2 separate regions of the Pan troglodytes genome follow, and region 2 is linked to region 1. The links are chromatin contacts, called in public Hi-C maps. All regions are on one chromosome and are shown on one strand. The core of a region is the stretch at or near the end of the contact, and the rest is flanking DNA. Distances in the headings are between cores, read along the strand shown. Region 1 overlaps TMEM178A (transmembrane protein 178A). Region 2 overlaps LOC129135347.

Region 1 (3,449 bases), core at 260-2,759:
TAAAATATCTCATTAACAACTTTCAAAGTATTGATTGCATGTTAAATTTAAAAATACTAAAATTAATCTCACCTATTTTTCAATATGACCATTAGAACATTTAAAATTCTTACAATTTGCATTATATTTCTACTGGACAGAGCTGCTTAGATTTACTAATTAGTATCTTTCTCCTTTCAGTTCTGTAGACCTGATGAAAGGTTTGTCCTCAAGAGCTTTGCCTTTGGGACTGGTTTAGCCATTTGAGGCTCTAAAAGTCAGTGTTAAGCCCCTAAACTTACTGTATTTAGTTTATTTATTTTAACAAGTTTCACTGTTTATACCCAATACAGGAGGTGATAAGGAAAGCATTTTTGTCTGTCTGCTTTAGCCCCTGCTTTGCTCTGAAATTAAATCTCTGACCAGAACATGGCTGCTACCCTGTCCTATGACCGCATGATTGATTTTTCTTTTCAAACTGAGACGTGTGCTGGGGAAATAATTCTTTATTTTTCTGCTCAAGGGCCAGCTGAAGAATTCCAAGTTGTCTTTGAAATGTTTAGGAAATGGTGTAGCCTGTTGTTAACTCTTTCTGCTAGAGAACCTTAAGCATTAGTGGTACTGCTATTGCCATCAACTGTTTCAGACATACCTCTTAAATGTTGTAATCCAGAAAAAAGTCACAGCCTCCCTGCTTAAGGAACTTGGGACATTAATGAAGAGGCAGACTTTCTGATCTAGTAGGCAGTGACAAAGACCAGTAATCAAGAGTGAGATGGTGAGGCTCAGCAAAGAGAGTGAGCTATGTAGTCTGCAGGGTTTGGGGTAGGCTTTTCGAAGGCAGTGAGCCTGGAGGGATAGTAGTTTTTGGACTGTTCTAAAGTTAGTGATGTAGGCTAGGATGGTCACAGAGATGGACATGATGTTGCCAGGGGACAATTTGGGGAGGGAGGGAAGTAGCCCCTGGGAACCAGTCACAGGTAAGTGTAAGTGAAGTTGGAGGTAGGGATAGATGATAGGGGTCTAGAGTCTGAATTCGATTCAGGGGGAACCCAATTGTATGTTCCTGGACAGAGCCAGTCAATGAAAACCCCAGTCTTACGTTCTGAGGGACCGCGTGTGATTTTCGCATCTTCTGTTGGTCAGTGTGGAAGTTGACACAATGGCAAAGCATTAAAACATTTAAATAAACAATTATATAGTACTTATATGTGTCAGACAATGTATTTTTAAATAAATACATAATTTTAAAACAAATACATAATTATATCATAGCAAGTGAAACTGTTCCTCGCTTACAGTAATCAATTTAAGGCCACATATTAAGTTAATGATACTGTAAAAGGCAGGTAGATGTAACAAAAATCTTAAAGGTTTTCATATTGCATTTTACTGATGGGCAACTGAGACTCCAGAGGCCTCAAAACTTCACACAGCAAATTTATCTAGCAGTGGCATGCAGGGTAGGTTGAGGGTTGAGCAAGGAGGTCAGTTAGCAAATTCTTCAGGAGTGAGGTGATGGGAGTCTTGTTCTAAAGTGGCGAGAATGGAGAGGAAACATGAGAGCTGTTGGTTGGGCCATTGTTCAGGCAGCTGTTGCCATGTGTCTGTTTATTTCTCTGTACACTTGGGTTAATCTGTGATGACCATTTAAGGTGCAGACTCCTGGTGTGTGGCAGTGGTTCTGTATGGCGAATTGGGCAGGTGCCAAGAGGGAATTCATAATCCAAGGCTGACATTATGGAGTACTTACAGTGGGCCACACATCCTATGCTAAGTCCTGAATTACCTCTTTCATTCCTCACCATAACTCAGTGAGGTATCTGCCATTATTCTCCCTCTTTTACAGACGAGGGAACCAAGGCTCAGTGAGCTTCAGTAATTTGCCACAAGTCACACAACTAGGATTCAAACCCAAGTCTGTCTGACCGCAAGGTCTTTAACCATCATGTATACTGCCCGCCTCATTATTGATTGATAGTAATGACTGTTTATAGCATCTTTCTCATGTTTCTTCCTTATTTAACCTTGAGTAGGGGTTTCTATGACTTAGCTTGGAACTCAGTATTGGAAACAACGGAAATTCACCAGGCAAAAAGCTCCATTTCTAACCCCCTGTGCAACATACTTGTGTATCTTATTCTATGGTTTATATCATCATTAAAGTGGCTCTACTTGGCCCTTTAAGAAGCTAATTAATCACTAAATATAAACCACAACTTGTTCTTTTCAATCCTCTGCATGTTTCTTCCCCCCATTGTGTGATGCCATCTGGTGCTATGAGCTCATGCTTTTTGTGTTCCTTTTCAGAGAGCCAGATTCATTGCTCTCTAAACCCAGAAAGCCAGTTAATTTCAAAGTTTGCATGTGTGACTTTGAAAAAATTGGAATCTAATGCCTCCTTGTGGATTTTAACAGTATAAATTATTCCTTAACATAACACTGCATGGAACTTCCGTCTTTACCACCATCTGTGTATATATATGTGCTTGTCTTTTTATCAAAAAGATCTAATTTGTCTTTGGTTGCTTGATATGTTCTGTCAAGCAACTACAGGTCTTTTCCTGTAAGATTTTTGTGGTTTCATTTTGTCAATTTAATGTGTGTGCTGTAGGGAGCCAAACCTTAATAATATTGCTTTCCTCTTCAAATCTATCTGACTTTCTCCTATGACAGTGGAACAAGTGTTTAAGAACAAGGACATAAAACAGCTAATGGCAGGTCTCTGACACTGCTGCTGAGCTGTCTTTCATTCCCACTTTCTCTTCTAATTCTGCCTGAAGTCTCTAATCATCTTCCAAGGGAGTGGAACACCTGGACCATAGAACATTTTCTTGCAAACTCAGCTGTGGAGCTCTGGGCTTGCTACCAGACCCCCACTCTTTGGAGTCCTTGAGTACTGCTTGTTACTGTCAGCCCAGACCTCATCATTTTCCCTACCCTCTTTCTCTTTTCATTTCGGAATTCTTGGCACTTTAAATTTAGCCTGAGAGCCCCATGGAGAAGGAAAGGCGATTTGGTGATGTGTGCGCTACTTACCTAATTCCTGGCACACGTAGAGGAAGCAGGAGAACCCTGGGCCAGCTGCCATCTCCTTCCTGTTACTCTTCTTGCCACTGGGATCCTGCCCATTACAAGCAAGGAACAGAGGAGGAGATGGGTCTTGAGTATATTTGCAGTGATTTAAAAGGGACCACACATTTCCCTAGCACAGAAGCTGTTCTAAGGCCAGCTCTTGTGAGTCTGAGAAAATAGTTTCTCCCCACTTCACACCCTCTCTCCAGCATTAAGCAGCTTCTGTGAGATGCAGGTAGGATGAAGCCACTGAGTCAGCCGTGTCGCCAATCCAATCTCCTTCAATTAAGAATCAGCTTTGTTTCCAAAAGAGCATATGTTGGTTCTAAATTGGAAAGATTGTTTTTTATTTCAAATTGACAGTACATGTAGTAACTCTAGCTTAACTATCCACA
Region 2 (3,058 bases), core at 120-2,619, 180 kb before region 1:
TAGGCCCTGGAATGCCCACACCCACCTTTCATGGGCATGTCACACCCCTTCTTGCCTGCCTGAATGCTCCTGATCCCCATCTGGCCTCCTCAGGTGTTACACACCCTGCTTCGCTGGCCACAATTCAAGCCCTCACCTGGTTTCCTTGGACATCATCTGAGAGCTACCTGTCTTTCCTGAGAGAGCTCCAGCTGGCACAGAACCCCTTCCCTTGGGGATACTGGCAAATACATATCCAACTTGCCATAGGCACTGGCAGGAAGCTTAGACCTGTCCTCCTGCCCACAAGCACTGCCTTGAAGGCTCATGCTGGCTCTCTGAGTGCCTGATCCAGTGGCCTGGGTCCTCTGGCCACCTCCCAAGCTGCAGACCATTGATTTCGTTTGCAGCTCTGGGCCAGCGGAACCCCCCGTTCTCATCCTTACCAACAAAGCACACACTTGAATTTCCCATAACTGCTCTGGTTGCTCACTTTTTGCTTTTTCTTGGAAAGCATCCAGGACAGGAATCTAGCTTAGTACAAAGAGCCTAAATTAATGCTTCTTAGCCTGCACAAAAAAATAATTTTTTGTTATCTTCTCTTTGTTGTCTAATCTGATCCAAGGTGACTTGCAGGAAAGAAATGCTTCCACTAGTAAGTTAAAAGTGTTCATTTTTGCAATCCTAATAGCTGTTTGAAATATAACAGCTTGTTTAGTCCTCTCCCCAGATGAATGTACCTTCATCTTTAGATTTATGATTTGGTTTTTATCTCTTCTGAAAATAGAGACAGATGTACTGGAAGTTCCCTTATCTCTGCCTCTCAGAACTGGGGCCTCTTTTCTGAGTTTTACTTGTCTTCTAGACATCCAAAGCAGCCACTAGTTAGGTTTATTCTTCTTAATTCTCATTTTCTCTCCATATGTTTTCTTCTCTGAGCCCATAAACACTTCACCACTCTTCTTTACAAAGGCAGGGCCCTTTACATGATTTAGAACATTCTACATACTGACAGAGCACTCCAGGTGGCTCAGCTAACTCACCACAGCTTTTATGTCTTCCAGGTTAGGGAAGGCATTAGGGCCAGAGGTCAGCGTGCCCTTCCTGCCAACAGACAGCCTTGCTCCACCCCACTGAGTGTTCTGTTTGGAGTGAAGGCCAAAGGTCTCTGGACTAAAAAAAAATGCCTTTAATTCAAGCCCAAGTTATAAAAGAAAGAATTCCAGCTTCTGCTGTCAGGCCTGCGAGGCTGGCCAAGCTGGAGCATCCTTGACCTTTCTTTTTTCCTTCAGCCGTCCAATGAATTTGTGTCCAATTCGTCCTCCAACCCTCCACAGACAGTTGCATTCTATGATGCCTCTGGTGATTTGGAAGGCGGCCGAGCTAGGCACCAAAATAGGAGCGCCTGAGGCGAGAGATTCTTCCAAGGTTCTTGGTTGTCAGAAAGATGAACATCACCACATGGTTCTAAAAGAAGAGATGAAAGGGATTAACATTGTAAGCAGTTGTGAGATTAGACTCTCCAAGTCACTAGGCTCCAGATGAAGCAGGAGGCATAGCAGGGAAAATCCTGTGCTGGTATCGGTAAAATTATGAGCAAGGTTTTAGAGGATTCATCAGAGGAAGGCTAAGTTGAATGGGCACTAATGAGCTGATGACTCAAATCTAGGAAGGAATAAGATCATAACAACCAAAGCTCTGCATGAAGGTGGGTGCTGTATAATTATCACATCTACTAGAGACAGGCACTGGTCCCCAAGATGAGACTGGCTGGCCCCTCACCCAGTGAACAAGTTATCAAATACTTAACTAAAATAAGAACTGTGAATATGCCCAGAAGGATTCTTTGCGCATGTACTTAAATATGTTACTCTCCCTATCTTTTATTAAGGCCCTTGTTTGGAGAAGGGACTGAACTAGATGTGGGCATGTCTTAAAAATGCTTACGAATCTTGAGCCTGGTATAACGTAAACACTCAGAAAACACTTTATTGTTTACAATATAGTAGGACTCATCCCGTCGTGGGGAGCTATGGCAGTGGCCTTGAAAAGAGTGGGTATTAGTACACAAATGTTCAGAATGTCCCACATTGCTACATAGTGCCCAGTTCATGGATGAGCTGCCACTCTGCTGGGACAGGCTTCATCTGTTTATTTCAAATGTATAAATGTTGGGTGTTCTCTTGGCCTTAAAAGGGGTTAGACGTAGCACAGGGCATTTATATTGTCATGAAATCAGTCTGAGAGTGTTGGATGGGGGCATTAATATATGAAATCAGGGAAATAGCTTTTCCCTCATCCTCTTCACCTCCAAGAATATCTTTCTGAGATATTCTCTATTGTTCTGCCCAGTGCAGTTAGGTCTTACTTAGTTTGCCTTGTAAGTTCATTTCAGATTTTAAGCGCTCTCCCCATAGGAAGTTTTTCCTGCTGTTCTGCCTGAGTTGCCTTCTGCTTAGTTTTAGTCCATTATGTCTGTAAAGAGAGGGAGGGTTTTATGGGGCAAAAGGCCCAATCATCGTGGGAAGAATGAATCATTCCAAGAACAGTGAGATGGGCTGGAAGGAGAAGGCAGCGAAGGGGCAGGAAGTTGTGGGTGGAATGGGTTACTGAGAACAGCACCAAAACAGTCTGTCTTCTCTCTCCATTACTCCCACTAGGGGGTGCCCAGCATCCCAGAATAATCACTATTATTAGGAAGTTGAAGTTTGATGTGTCATCTCCTAATAGAAGGGCACTGGTTTCTCCCCCAGGGTTTTCTATATCTCTGCCCTGAGTTGAGAAGAGATCTCTGTGTGTGTATGTGTATGTGTATGTGTATTGTGTGTGCATATTTGTTTGTGTGTATGTGCTTGTGTATGTGTGGGTTAGAATCAGTAAGTGCACAAATGCCTCTTAAGCATTCATTTAAAGATTCTCAATTCATGGAAATCCTTAGGGATACACTGAGTTTTCCAGGACCCAGCTGACTTGATCTTGAAGTCAGTGGCTGGAGTAGTTGTGGGCCAGAAACATCCTCCTCAGCCCAGGAGAAGTGGCAGCTGATGTATTTTAATTACTGGGAGTCAAGAAGTTGTAG

What was found. Hi-C and Micro-C count contacts between places; a contact is called where the count stands out from the background.
Region 2: a contact with region 1 is called in a Hi-C map of stem cell-derived neural progenitor cells, with 3 times the contacts expected there. The contact joins two enhancer-like sites. A contact is called at or near these places in 2 of 7 Hi-C or Micro-C datasets (blood and stem cell-derived neural progenitor cells).

What each region holds. Positions count from the first base shown.
Region 1 is chr12:83,082,486-83,085,934 of NHGRI_mPanTro3-v2.0_pri, reverse strand. All of the region lies in intron 1 of TMEM178A (transmembrane protein 178A), which reads left to right. Among named protein-coding and RNA genes, the nearest start is that of TMEM178A, 31 kb to the left of the region's middle. Within about 2 kb of position 1,509, at least 11 of the 24 cell types and tissues checked have an H3K27ac peak or open chromatin away from gene starts, as enhancers often do. A contact at or near this core is called in stem cell-derived neural progenitor cells, where this site is marked.
Region 2 is chr12:83,265,777-83,268,834 of NHGRI_mPanTro3-v2.0_pri, reverse strand. All of the region lies in intron 2 of LOC129135347, which reads left to right. Among named protein-coding and RNA genes, the nearest start is that of MAP4K3, 76 kb to the left of the region's middle. Within about 2 kb of position 1,369, at least 12 of the 24 cell types and tissues checked have an H3K27ac peak or open chromatin away from gene starts, as enhancers often do. A contact at or near this core is called in stem cell-derived neural progenitor cells, where this site is marked.